Linked DNA regions of Sus scrofa: region 1 is linked to region 2. Evidence: chromatin contacts called from public Hi-C data. All regions are on one chromosome and are shown on one strand. The core of a region is the stretch at or near the end of the contact, and the rest is flanking DNA. Distances in the headings are between cores, read along the strand shown. Region 1 has its middle 160 kb from the start of FOXO1. Region 2 overlaps LOC102159588 (a long non-coding RNA gene).

Evidence for each region. A called contact is a pair of places that touch in the nucleus more often than the background predicts.
Region 1: a Hi-C map of liver shows a contact between it and region 2, with 2.1 times the contacts expected there. The contact joins two enhancer-like sites. A contact is called at or near these places in 1 of 47 Hi-C or Micro-C datasets (liver) and 1 of 2 datasets of contacts at active chromatin or transcription factors (skeletal muscle).

The regions. Positions count from the first base shown.
Region 1 is chr11:15,249,286-15,252,858 of Sscrofa11.1, reverse strand. No RefSeq gene overlaps it. Among named protein-coding and RNA genes, the nearest start is that of FOXO1, 160 kb to the left of the region's middle. Within about 2 kb of position 1,633, at least 29 of the 83 cell types and tissues checked have an H3K27ac peak or open chromatin away from gene starts, as enhancers often do. A contact at or near this core is called in liver, where this site is marked.
Region 2 is chr11:14,897,096-14,900,511 of Sscrofa11.1, reverse strand. All of the region lies in intron 2 of LOC102159588 (a long non-coding RNA gene), which reads left to right. Among named protein-coding and RNA genes, the nearest start is that of COG6, 320 kb to the right of the region's middle. Within about 2 kb of position 1,316, at least 11 of the 83 cell types and tissues checked have an H3K27ac peak or open chromatin away from gene starts, as enhancers often do. A contact at or near this core is called in liver, where this site is marked.

The DNA.
Region 1 (3,573 bases), core at 384-2,883, 350 kb before region 2:
TTCTGGGTGACCAGCGCGCAAACCGCCGTCCTTTCTTCAGCTGCGATTTAGCAGTCGGGAGGCGTGTGTCCTGCAGTAGGGGCTGCTTGGGGCGGGGGGCCCCCCCGGACAAACAGCCTTCATTCACAGGGTGGGCCACCGGCTCCCTCACGGGCGTCACATGGGGCCTGATGAAAAGAGCAGGGGGCGCCCGCCAGGGAGGCCAGGCCAGGGGCATTCTTCCCCGAGGCGCCGCTCCCGGGGCCTGCCAAGTCCCACGAGTCCGCAAACTGGGGAAGCGCTTTCAAAGCGAGGCCTTCGCCCTCCTTGGCAGGCTCCTCAAAGCCGGCCTGGCTCCCCTGCGCCCTGGAGAGCCTGCAAAAGGCTCTTTTTGTTCCCGCTGCTCAATGGGGACATCCTCGGCGGGGCGGGAGCTGGAGGACACTCGAGGCAGGGCCACTTGGGTGGGGAGCGGCAGGGGGCCGTGAGCTGGGGAGGGGTCCAGGGCTGCAAGGCGGCTGGGAACTGTTCCTGGGAATAGTGGTTAAGAATCCAGACACACGGCCTGATAGATCCTTTTAGAGGCTGGAGGCAAAGAGCGCTTATGCTTTTTTGGTTGCTTTTATTTGTTCAGTTGCATGGCAGTGTTTGGTATACAAATAACACCTCAGCTCTGTGGCGGTGGGTCCTTAGGAACAGACAGAGGGAGAAATTGCCTGGGAATGCAGGGACTTCAAGACATGGCACTTTTTTAAAAAACAAAAAACTTTGCTTCCGGACCTCAACTGATAATTTTTCACAGAAAGGTGGGTTTGTCATCACTTCTGAAGTAAAGGCCATCTGAGGCTCGTATGAGCGTGATTAATACCAGAGTCCAGCTTAGAAATCACGGGGGACGGCCCAGAAAACGTTGTCAAGCAAAAATACCATTTCTGCTTATAGCAACACAGAATTCTGGGCCCATGAAGCAATCCCTGAGGTCTGTTCCACCCTTTGTCTCTGGCAAACATTTTTAATCGAAATCTTTTAATAGGGAGCTTGATGGCTCTAATTCATTTATGTTAATCTCTTAAGATGTCTTGACTTAGCTATTTATTTATAAAAATTGATCATAAAATATCTCTGAACCAGCTAACGGTTTGTATGTTTTCTCTAAAATATAAAAAGTAAATTTTACTGGGACCCGATGAAAAGTGAATTAAAGCGATTCCTTAAGTACAGCAAGAATGTCGGGGGAAGAAAATGCATGATTTCTCTCTTGAACAATTCTTAGTAAGCTTAAAAAAAACCCAACCAAACAGCAACAACAAACTAAACAAAACAATAACAAAAGACCTCTCCAATACTGTAGTTGGTCTCTTAGCACCCAGTTTTCTGACCTAACTTGTCACCCAGTGTTTAAGTGGATTTGGGCATTATCTTGCAAACATACCATTTCCAAGGAAGGTCGGGAATTGGTTTGCTTTTGCCACGCATTTACAAAGCGGGCTATCGAACTGGTTCACAAGCAAAACAGAGGCCCTGGAAAGACGATATGCCTTCCTTCCTGACGCAGATATTTCAGGATTGGGGAAGCAGGGTTTCCTGTGTTCTCACAAGGGGTTGAGATAAAGAAGCCCCGGGCAGTCGCAGAAAGAATTGAGCCTGGACTGAGCTGGAGGCAGTTGTTTGCGTGTGCCTTCTCCGAGAAGATGCATGTGGACAGGATGTGACGTGGGGTGGGGTTTGGAGCCGGGAGGGTTCTCTCGAAGCCGGTGCTGTTAGCTCCCGAGGAAGCTCAGCGTTTCTCCTCCTCCTTCCTTCCCCCGCCAGACCCCGCGGTGCCAGCCTTGGTTGTATGTCTGACCTCTGTCTCCTTCACACCAGGGGAGCCATCGTGGTGCCCTCTGGGAATGTTTATTTAGTCTACATTTTTGTTCCCCTAGTTTCTAGGCTCCACTAGAGGCAAAACAGAGAAGTAGGTAAAATTTGCCTTCTGTATATTTCCCCATCCTCATCCAGTTTCCCTTTCTGTGTTTTGCCCCCCCCCCCCCCCACTTCCCATTGGCTGTGCTGCAGCTTAGGAGCCGCTCCTGCCTGAATGAAAGTCATTTGAACATTTATTTCATCCAAAGATACTGGTGTCTGGTAACAGAGGCCTCTTCCAGATATTTACTGCATTTAAAAGAAATCTATGGGAGTTCTATGTGGCTCAGTGGAAACAAACCTGCCTAGTATCCATAAGGTTGCAGGTTCGATTCCTGGCCTGGCTCAATGGGCTAAGGATCCAGCGTTGCTGTGAGTTGTGGTGTAGGTTAGGTCAGCAGCTGCAGCTCTGATTTGACCCCTAGCCTGGGAATTCCATATGCTGCAGGTTTGGCCCTAAAAAGGAGAAAAAAAAAAAAAAAAGACGTCTATGAAAGAAAGATCAATAGCTACCAGATGTAATAATAATACTGATAGTAATATACCCACATGGAAGGAGTAATCCAATAACATAGTAAGAAAAAGTTTATGTTTATTGGGTGGGCAGGAATAGATGGAAAGAAAATGGGAGGAATTATAAGAGGTAATGGATCCTACTTGATTTCTGAAGCTAATTGAGAAATAGACGTTTAAGTATCTTATTTAAAATGGGAAAGATAACCACTATTTCAACTGAAATTCAGACCTTATAGTAAAAGAAAACAGGAAATATAAATGTAGCATTAAAAGTGAAAAAGAGGAGTTCCCGTCGTGGCGCAGTGGTTAACGAATCCGACTAGGAACCATGAGGTTGCGGGTTCGGTCCCTGCCCTTGCTCAGTGGGTGAAGGATCCGGCGTTGCCGTCAGCTGTGGTGTAGGTTGCAGATGCGGCTCGGATCCCGCGTTGCTGTGACTCTGGTGTAGGCCAGTGGCTATAGCTCCGATGAGACCCCTAGCCTGGGAACCTCCATATGCCGCGGGAGCGGCTCAAAGAAATAGCAAAAAGACAAAAAAAAAAAAAAAAAAAAAAAAAAAAAAAAAGTGAAAAAGATATTTAAGATACTAGTATCAGGACACACAGATGTGTTATAATAATAAATGCAAATGAGATCAACTCATTAAGGGTATAGAAAAGGTAAAAATGTATAGAAAAGGTAAAAAGCTCAAACGCAACTATGTACTGCCAACAAAGTGACTCAGATCAGAGATAGTGCTTAAACTCTCTCTCTGATGGTGGGATTCCAGGCGCTGTGGCATTTGGGAGGGGTAGATATTTTGGGACTAAGCTTTCCCAGCCTCTAAAATCAGACCATGTGGTTGCCAGCTCAGGCGAGCAGCCCTGCATGCATCCGTGTTTGCTCTAGATCGCTGAGCTCCCAGAGGGCAGGGGCTGTGCCTGCTGTGTTTAATTCCAGGCGGTTCTGAGCAGGACCACGTGATGACATACTTTTTGGTGTTGAGGGGACACGGCAGCATTGGGTGAGAAGTACTGGCTCTGGTCGGCCCATGAGGTAGAATGTCTCTGGTAAAGTCTTCCAGGAAGTTGTGGTCCCTTGCTGGGGCTGGGAGGATGCCACTCGACATCTTCAAGCCTGTGTATGTAGCAGGTCAGGGCTTGATTTATCTGGGTCCCCCTCTTTGTCTTGACT
Region 2 (3,416 bases), core at 67-2,566:
TTAGGTCAAAAGAGGTGGTCAAGAAATGCCCATTAAAATCAGATTAACATTGTTTTACTATGAGTCTATCTCCTTCAGAAATTTGCCTTTTGGGCTAAAGGAACCATGGTGTTCTTTAATATTTTCACAAAGTGTTTTAGATTCGACTTTCTTCTGTTAGACATTCTGAGAGATAAAAGGGACAATGAACCCCTCTTGCATCTGTTCTGTGATCTTCGTAATACAGAAATTTTAACAGAGTTAATCCACAGCCATAGACAGAAAATGAGGAAAGCATGAACAAACACAGACCTTGGTATAGCGTTTTGCAAACAGAACGTGTCCAATAAGTATACGTTGATCGGGTGTTTAGAAAGATCAGTCTCTGATATTCTGGTAGAAGGCCAACAAGGCCTGGAAAAGAAAACAGACATTTCATGTTGCTGTAAGCGTCCCACTCTGGAGGAAAATAAACAGAGAGTTATGACAACAGGGCTGGGGTCAATGTGACACTCTAAGAACTACAAAATCGAATCGGTTATTTTGGCAAAGGGAGTTCTAGACGCTTGCAGCAATACCAGATGATGTTTGTTTCAACAAGATTATTATAATGTATCTCTTGGATTAAGTTTTTCCTATTACAAGGACATTGTGTCGGATTCAGCTAAAATAAACTAATGCTGACTCTGCCTTCCCGATATAGCTGCTTTTCAACTTTCAAAAGCCCACTTAAACATCTTTACACATTATTGCCTTTCTGACTTGATTCCTGAGAACAACTATGTGGAATAAACTAAGCAAGTATTTTTATTTGTGATCTTTACAGAATAACGATGAGGAGCTAGTGTATCTTAGGTCCTTCTAGTAAAGTGGCTGGTGTATAATGGGTCCTTAATAAACAAATATTCACTATCACTGAGTGTTTGTGGTGAGTGTGAGAGACTGCTACTCACTTGCTGAGTGACTTTGGGCAAGTTTTTCAAGCACTTCGGCCTCAGTTTCATGATCTGGGATATGGGAATAATAACTAGGCTAATAACCTTAGGAGGTTATTGTGAAGATCACCCGCATTGATGCATTTGGAGCAGGGCTGGTGCATCCGAATGCTCGATACATTACTGAGTAGTATTTGTACCTATCTCAGAGTCACCTCTCAAGTCATTGGTGGTACCACAATTTGAACTCAGGTTTCTGGCTTGAGAGCCTGGGTCACCTATTCCTATTTGTTTTGAATGAGTAACCTCCCAAATAAGTGATGAAATAACCTAGAGTCACACAGTAAGATAATGGCCTGAATCCACGCCTCCAGTCACTCAGGTCACAGTCCCTGTGCCCGATGGAGGCTGGGCTGGGAGAGTGCACAGAGGCACGTCCTGGGAGGGTGCTGCTGCAGCCATGTGCTCCAGGCTCCTCCTCTGTCCTCATATTCCACCTCCGTCTTGGTTGCTGAGCTTGGGGGGGCGGGGAGAGGGCGAGGGCATGCCTGCCCCCACAGTCAGTCCTCTGCATTTTGGTGGTAAAGGACTAGCTTACAGAGGGAAAAATGAACCGAGTGAGCTCAACACTAGCAAGTGGTTATCGAACAGCGCAGTTTGCTAAGCACTTTCACATCCATCATCTCACTGGGTCATTGGAGCAGTGATGTCATTATCATCTCCATTTTGAAGCAACCTGGGCACAGAGACCTCATATGTATTGTCCCAGTGGCAGGATGGGCAAAGCCCGAACTTCAGCCTTCCTCCTGGGTCACCTGATTCCAGACTCATGTTTCTTTCTGGACAAAATATTTGACCCTTTACACTGAGGGATCTTTGTCCTTGGCCTCAAAAAAATCATTTCATGAACTTTCCAGTGTTGATTTTGATCCTCTTGGGAAAGTTTGGATTGGAACCCTCCTGAAGGCAGAGAAATGGGACAAGCTCAGCTCCCAGATCACATCTACAGCCACGGGGTCTGTGATTCTTTTCCAGGGTTTTATGAAGGAAATAAAAGCATTCACTTGGAATGATCGGTGCAGACACTATTGCAGCAGCTATAAAGAATCCTTTATTTGGGACTGTCTAACCTTGTACTGTGATTTAAAATATATATATGAGAAGGGAAGGGAGCATTAGGAAAACGTTTCATCTTTCCTTGTGCTGTGATTTTAAAAAATACATGGGAGAAGGAAAGCAGGCATTAGGAAAATGACTTCATTCACTTCATACGCGGTCTTACTCTGATGCGATTTTATTTCAGAGCTTTAGTCCACAGCCCTCTTCCACATAAAGCAGGGCTCTCTCTGTCCTCCCCGCTTCATCAAGTGTCTTTCCCTCCCATCTCTAGAGATTGTTTTTCACTTTGAACCCAATTGCTTCTTTGATTCTGTGGCAAATCGCCCTTCTGTGCGTGTGGCATAATTACTCCCATGGCAGTGGGCTGAAGTTAGAGTCGGGCCATTACTGTGAGGCTGCAGGCTGAGCCGAGAGATCAGAGCTAAGAGTTCCTTTTAAAACGGCCATCCTTGATAATAGCAGGACAGAGGTAGAAAATTACTGGCATGATAAATTGCTCTGTTGATAAAGGTTTTGTCCCTGTCTTTTAAAAAGCTGTGCCACACTGAGAAAATTTCTCCATATTTTTAATCGTGGATCATTTTATGTAAGAAAAACCTCCCAGTGAAAATGGTCTGATGAAAGGTGCTGGGTTTGGCCTTGGCAAAGCTCCACGTCATCCGAAAGGAGTTCATAAAAGCACACACGAACAATATTTGCTGTTGCCTAAAAGTTTAAGTGATAATTTGCATCAAAAGCAATGCAGGAGACTGAGGTGTGGGGACGGCCCCTAAGTAGAGGGCCTCCTCCTCACACACTCACAGGAAAGAGCAGGGAGGAAGGAAGTGTGGTGTGCTGCCACCAAGCGGTGAGTCAGGTAAGACCGGTGACTGCCAGGGCCCCTCACGTATCCAGAAGCCAGCCTCGTCCATCCGGAAGACAGACCCAAAAGCTAAGCTGCCCTCAGTGCTGTCCAGGAGAAGCAAAAGACGTTCCAAGGCTTGTGTGTTTTACTCAAAAACTGCAAAATCGGAACCTTGTTTGTGCTTATCTTAGTCATGATTCTAATAAGCTTGGTTTCAAACCTAATAAATTGTAGCAGTTGTTTTTGGGGTTTTTTTGTTTGTTTGTTTGTCTTTTAAGGGCCACAGGAATGGCATGTGGAGGTTCCCAGGTTAGGGGTCCAATCGGAGCTACAGCTGCTGGCCTGTACCACAGCCACAGCAACGCCAGATCCTTAACCCACCGAGTGAGGCCAGGGCTGGAACTGATGTCCTCCTGGATACTAGTCGGGTTTGTTACCACTGAGTTACAACAGGAGCTCCCAGATTTTTAAAAATTACCTCTGTTATTATCACTGTAAGTCTGCGAGGAAAATCCCAGTAGTATCTGGATATAAAATTA